2 separate regions of the Mus musculus genome follow, and region 1 is linked to region 2. A link is a contact called in public HiChIP or PLAC-seq data. All regions are on one chromosome and are shown on one strand. Each heading gives the region's core, a stretch centred on a gene start, on an enhancer-like site or on the middle of the called end of the contact. The rest is flanking DNA. Distances are from core to core; before and after follow the strand shown. Region 1 overlaps Gm29687 (predicted gene, 29687). Region 2 overlaps Gm36287 (a long non-coding RNA gene).

Evidence for each region. HiChIP or PLAC-seq counts read pairs in DNA pulled down with a chosen protein or histone mark.
Region 1: an H3K27ac HiChIP or PLAC-seq map of T-cell acute lymphoblastic leukemia shows a contact between it and region 2, with 2.9 times the contacts expected there. The contact joins two enhancer-like sites. A contact is called at or near these places in 1 of 115 datasets of contacts at active chromatin or transcription factors (T-cell acute lymphoblastic leukemia) and 1 of 9 other capture datasets (embryonic stem cells).

What each region holds. Positions count from the first base shown.
Region 1 is chr12:26,186,104-26,189,614 of GRCm38.p6, forward strand. All of the region lies in intron 2 of Gm29687 (predicted gene, 29687), which reads right to left. Among named protein-coding and RNA genes, the nearest start is that of Gm29687, 23 kb to the right of the region's middle. Within about 2 kb of position 1,573, at least 55 of the 459 cell types and tissues checked have an H3K27ac peak or open chromatin away from gene starts, as enhancers often do. A contact at or near this core is called in T-cell acute lymphoblastic leukemia, where this site is marked.
Region 2 is chr12:25,219,027-25,222,160 of GRCm38.p6, forward strand. The region is part of intron 7 of Gm36287 (a long non-coding RNA gene); the gene reads left to right. Among named protein-coding and RNA genes, the nearest start is that of Gm36441, 11 kb to the left of the region's middle. Within about 2 kb of position 1,630, at least 22 of the 459 cell types and tissues checked have an H3K27ac peak or open chromatin away from gene starts, as enhancers often do. A contact at or near this core is called in T-cell acute lymphoblastic leukemia, where this site is marked.

The DNA.
Region 1 (3,511 bases), core at 323-2,822, 970 kb after region 2:
CACTTCTTATAACCTTGGCCTACTTCCTGGAGTTCTCAGGAACTTTGTTTACAAGCTGGAAACAAAGCTCAGGCCTTTGTGTCCTTATCCGTCAGATATCAACCCTGACATCAGAGGCTCAAGCAATGGAAGATTCCATTGGTACCCAGGGTGATCAGCAAATGTATTCCCAGAACTCTTTCCCTCACAGTTCTCTATAAGTTAACTAATGTGTCCTTGATAAGCAGCCACTGAGCCATGATAACATGGACTCGAGGAGGCAAAGATGCTGTGCTTATAGAACAGGGTGACTTCCATGGGCTCTGATGCCTAACAAGATGGCTCTGCTGATGCTCCTTCAGACATCCAATAATTTGGATTTCTTGACTTAAGAATTGGGGTAATTTTCACTCGCCCTTTAAGGTTTTGTTGTGAAATGACAAACAGGCTTTTGTGTGGGTGTTTCCGTGGGGACTTTCTCCAGCTAACAAAGGCTCTGTGACAGCCCGTGGCACCCTTCTGACCTGGCAGCACCCCAAGTCTGCACCTGCATTTACTGATTATTCCCCCTCCTCTCCTGTTGCTTCCCTAGCTGTGTGAAATGGGCAGAGGTGGAAAGAGGATTGAACACATTTACAACCTTCGTCACTTTATACACTGAGCATGTAATTTCCCATCATTCACTACACAGACTCGGTGCCTGGGACAGGCAAATGCCTCAGTACCAGTAACCAGCTCTTGTAAGGTCAGTCTAGGCTTGGAACAGTAGGAATAAAACTCCACATGAGAAGGACATGGGGTGACAACTCTTCCCCACTCACACAATACACACTGAAACACAAACTCTATTCATGTAATACTCCCTACACACTCCCATATTCATATACAACTCTACATTCACTACAGTCACACACCTTATAAACATGTACATCCACACACAACAAACACACACCCACACACATGTACACACACACTCATGCATGGACATGCACACGTGCGTGTGCACACATACACATACACTCACCCCTCCCGTTTCTCCTGTTCCACCACCCTCACACCCAATCATCGCTCAGGCCCCAACTCCCTCTTTCCTGGCCAGCACTGGGTTCATCCCCAGTTACTATTTTTATATAAACCACTTTTCCCCCAAAGTACTGAGGATGTGTGAAAGCCAGAAAATGCACACAGCTCATTTCTGCCCCCTTGACAACATTCTTCTGGGCAAGAAGCTAGGAGAAAGGAAGGGAGGAGTTAAAATATGCACATAATATACAAATCTTCACAAACTGTTCCTAAACTGTCGTCTCTCCCCAGCAGAAAGGATGGCTTTTTAAATGCAAAGAGGACCAAGTGGACATCCTTAACCTGATGTGGGTGCTCTGGCCCTGAGCAGCCCTGGGAGCCTCCTGCTCCCTCCTTCTCTCCACCTGGCCTATGGAGTCCTGTATCTACCCTGTACATTATTACTTCCTGGAGAGGCAAGCATTGTCTGGATGAACTGGTCAGCGTATTTCAAAGCCCAGCTCAGATGCACGTGCTTCTGGGTGACTTCCTCCTTTACCACTTCCTGCCCGTCACGTTTCCCTCCCCACAATGACACAGAAGGTTGTATCACAGTTGCCACTTAGGCTTGGGACCTATGCACCTGGGAAATAGTGACTGCACTGTCCAAAGCCTGCTCACTTCTAAGCAGACAAATTGAACACATTTGACTTCAAAATTTAGCTATCTTCACAGGGAACCACATGCCATGCTGCGGACATCACAGCTGATGTGTTTCCTTGTACCCAACTGATCATGACTCCACTTTGTATTTCCACATGTGCATTCAACCTTGGACTTACTAGCTTTCTTCATTACTGTCTCACACTCTACATTGCTCTTGGCTGAGAGTCGTAGCTGCCATCGGTGAGACCAGCTTTAATACTAAGAGTGTCCCTTCACTGTCAGTTTCCCTAGGGTTACAATGTCCACTCATCACTGAATGGACCAAGAAGATGACAAAAAAACCTGTTACTTACTATGCATATAAAAAAAATGGAAGGCCTGGAAAACCAGAGAAAGGACCAGAACCCACAGTCCAGCTCACAAGACAGTAGTACTCCAACACCTTTGAGAACATGTCCATGAGGGTTCAGTGTGCATTTCCATTATGGAGCCTATTGAAACAGATTCCAGCCTGCACATGAGCCAGTGTCATCTACCTCAGAGTGTTAGAAAAGTGCCCAGTGGTTTTACATCAGGGCTCACCTGCCTAGTAACCTACAGAGTCCTTTCATCTGTTCCAGCTTAAGAGCTGGGGCTGTCAACAGGTAGAGGAATTCATTATTTGGGGGCTCCCAGGAACTCAGTAACAGCTTACAGCCTTTCTCTTTCTAAAGCAATGGCAGCTGACTATATGGAAAGATGAAGGATGCCTCCTCACTGGACGCTGATGCGAACTGAACTCAAGGCAGATAAAACCTATACCTTAACATGAGCTAACTCCACCAGTCTTCCTGTGGTGCTGATCTGTCTGACAAAAGCTACCTCTGGGAGGGAGAGGTTATTCTAGATCCTTCTTCCAAGGAAACAGTACATCAGTATACAAGATATTCAAAGACATGAGCCCACAAGAGTCAAAACCATAATGATGGACCAAACCAGGATCTGGAATGCTGCCACTCCATCCTATTTACATGTCTATCTAGATCATTTGCTTCCTTTGCAGAGAGCTCAGAAAGCAAGATAGAGGTACAGAGATAGAGGCAAAAGCACAGACAGACATAAAAGGAGAGAAAGATAGAGACACATAGATATAGAGAAAGATAAAAAGAGAGAGACTATAAGTGAAGCTGCAGCTCTTGTCTCTGCAGAGGTGGAGAGTAGATGGTAGTAAAAAAAAACGTTGATTGTCCTGGCCAACAAGGTTGTCTCAGAAATCACTCTCTAAACAAAGCTGCAGAGAGAAACCAGGCTATCTGAAACACTATGAGACTGTCTGTGAAAAACAAAATGCTGCTTCCCCCAGGGCACCTTGGGTCCCTTTAAGGGAACCAGAACTGGAAAAAAGAAGGTTCACTTCTCAGCTATTTCAGGAGGCGAGTCATCCTAACTGGGCTGTGGGAAGCCCAATGCCCAGATGGTTGGAGAGCACCAGGGAGTGCAACAGAGCACAGGATTGTGTCGTAGCCTCATGCTTGATAGCAGCCTAGATATCAGGCTCACACAGAGTCAACCTGGAAAGACAGCTCCTGTCAATCTTGACTCCTGTGTGTCAGCAGAAGACTGACAGGGAAACCAGAGGTCAAAGGAGAGAGCCAAGCCACCCTTGCGATTAAAGACCCTGTCTCAAAACAAAACAAAACAAAACAAAACAAAACAAAACAAAACAAAACAAAAACAAACAAACAAACAAAAAGACTCTTGTCAGTTCCCTTCGTTCCATGCTGAACCCTTGGGGTGACCTCAGATGATGAAGAAAAGGATAAAAGTTGGATTTCCTTGGCCTGGAACTCCCTGTTTCCTGTTTAGCATGGCTGTTCCATCTCTT
Region 2 (3,134 bases), core at 380-2,879:
TTCAAAGAGAAGATGCAGCTCTCCAGCTTGCCCTTGATTTTACAGCAGGCAGCTCAGCACCCCCAAACCCACCCGAGCTGCAGCCTGTGTGGAAAGGAAACCAGTGTGACGGGGGTGGGGGGTGGTGGGGGGTGGGGGGGTGGGGGGGGCGTTTCTGTCTCTGTCTGCCTGTCTTTATCCTCGTGGGCTTTGCTGATGTCAGGGTGAAGGGGACAAATGACATTTTGCTAGGAACGGAGTCACCATGTGTTTTTTTTTCCCCCTCCACTGCATCATAATACCTGTTCTAAGGGTGGGAAAATATAATAGGAAAATGCCTATTTTTAAGCATTCCTCAAACCAACCTTCCTAGTTTCTAGGATAAACATCAGTGCTTTCCTGGGCTCAAAGGCATATAGGCGCTCCACAGACCGGACTTACAGTGTGTCTGTTTGTCTGTAAAATGGGGATAATACTACTACCTCCTGGAGCAAAGGGCTTAACGAGACAGTGCGCCTTCCTTCCTCAGGAGCAGAAGCGACTCCCTGGGAGACGTCAATTTGCTCCTTTGCCCATAAAGCTTACTGTTCCCGGACCAGTACTAGGGAGCAGGGCGAACTCTCTTTCTGTGCTAAACACAGGTGTGTTTATCAGTTTAAAAATCCACCTCTGGTAGGCTACTGGAGGAATAAACTGAAACTCGTACGTAAGTCATCAGCCCCGGGCAAACTTGGCAACTCGTGCTCAGTGAGTACACACTTGCCAAGCACCTCATGCTAGCCCTGTTTCAGCAACTAGCGAGGGAGTAGCCATGCTGTTCTGGTTGGAGGACCTCTGTCCTGGAGAGGAGGTATAAGAAGTGGTCCCCAGTGAACCAGAGCTGGGGACAGGGATGGGGGTTCCCGACGCATCCAGGGAAGCTTGGTGAACCAAGAGTCTGTTATTGAAAGCCAAGAGGTCCCCTAACACGCAATGGAGTTAGAGGCATCAGGAATGTTTATAGGTAGGCTCGGAGTGGGGACATTCTCTCCGGATGGGACCTGAAGAATATGTTCACATTCCAAAGAAGAAACACATCTATGTGTCTGGTATAAATAGCAGTGTCTGACACCGGAGTGCCAGACATTGTGCACACCACTCTTCGGGGCTTCCTCACAGCTCTGTCTGGTATAGAGATGGGGATGAGATGTTGCCCAAGGCTTTGCAGTTAAGCCCGGGGTGGAGGGGTTGGAGCAGACATCTGCATGGCCTGAAGTTGGCCCTGCCTTGCTGGCATCTGCTGTTCCTGCTCTGGGGAAACCCCTATGGCTTACACCAGTGGCGAGAGAACACCCTTGGTTCTTTGGTCTCTCTGGGACCACATCCCTGCATATCTCAGTCTCAGCCATCTCTCCTCCGCCAGGCCCCTCCCTGCCTTATCTGCCCACTGCCCCTTATGGGTCTAGGCCTTGCCCTTTCCATCCTAATCTTCTCAGGAGCTCTCTGGTTAGTTCCGTTTAAAATCTACACTCTGGCTGCCAGTGGTACCTCCAGAACCATGGTGTTCTCAGGACACATCTCTCACTGAGCTGGCACACAAAAGGCCCGGCCTGTCTCTTTGGCCTCCTCTGGCAAGACTCTGGACTTTGGCCTAAGACTCCAGCATTGCAGGGCTCTCCATGGGTCACTGCTCAAACCCGGGCTAGTTCCTACCACCCTGTCATCCGCATACACCCTGCCCCATCTCCCACTGTTTTTCCCAGCCAACTCTTGATCTTATCCAGGGCTCTGGGACATTCCCCAGGTTGCTTTCTTTCCAAACCCTACACCAGCAGTCTCTGTGCATCCCCCACCTCACTTCCCTTCTTGCTTTGAGCCTCTCACTGAGCTGAGATTTCCTGGCCTGCTAAGCTTGGTCTGTCTATCACAGGCTTCACACTGGGAGTGTGTTGTTGGAACGAGAAAGCGACATTGATTAGGATCAAATTCCAATCCTGCCACTTAGCAGCCAGGCCTCGCTGCCACCCCTTCCTGCTTCAGATTTCACTGTAGAAAGTGGGGATCCTCTGCCCGTCCCCTGGAGATGCTCTGATCAACCAGACACTTATACCAGAGAGCCATTTGCAGCCTGACCTGGAGCTGGTGCTCTTCAGACTGGTGACTGAGTCCCAGGGGCATGAGAACAGGGCATAGGGACAGAGGACATGGCACTTAAGCCTTTGTAAGTATTTAGCTCAAACCCAGGCTTTGGCTTGAGGTCTGTGTTGTTTTCTGCTTGTGTTAGAAGGTCAGCATGATCCAGCCCACATGTGAGGTGTGCAGAATTCCCCTACCCCAGATTCCCATGTTGAAATTTTAACACCTGGCATGACTGTATTTGGAGACTGAGCCCTCAAGGAAGCCATTAAAATTCAATGGGGTTGGAAAGGGGTTTCCAGGGTCAAGTGGGCATCGTGGCTCTATAAGAAGAGATTGGAGCATTTCTCTCTTCCCACCTCTCCACACATGAGCACTGTAAGGTTAACGAGAAGTGGGCATCTGCAAGCCAGGAAGAATGTCCTCGCCACGTGCTGATCACCCAGACTCTTGGTCTTAGATTCCATCCTCCAGAGTCCAAGCAGTAATGTGTGCCACTAGTACCCGTCTGCAGTACTGTGCTAGGCAACTTTACTCAGTGGCAGATGGGTGAGTACTGGTTTCAGGTCCCATTTGGTTTCCTTTCTTGGAAACTCAAAGTTTGGGTGAATATAACTAAAGGCCACCTGTCACTCTGAGTTACCTGGGTCCTAGCTGCATGAGTCCTTCTTACTAGAACCTGCGCAGGTGGAGAGAGATGACTTCACCTCCAACATCTGCAATTGGTTCCCAGTGGCTATGCCAAGATAGACATCTAAAAACAGTTCCTCTGTGGGACAAAGCCATTGGCAGACATGTGACCCAACTTGTTGACATTTTTTTCCCCCTCTGGAGGACTCTTCTGGCTGCACCTGCCTGGGGAGAGAGCTGGGCTTTCCTGCTGTCTTTGCTGATCAGTTCCATTTCTGACAGGAATGAGAGGTGAAGGGGCCTGTGACCTTCACAAAAGCAGCTGCCTTGGTGGCAAACCTCAGAGGCCACGTTGTCTCCTGCACCTACAATGGTCTCCAGCAGCCCAGAAACTAAGAGCCAGAGGTGCT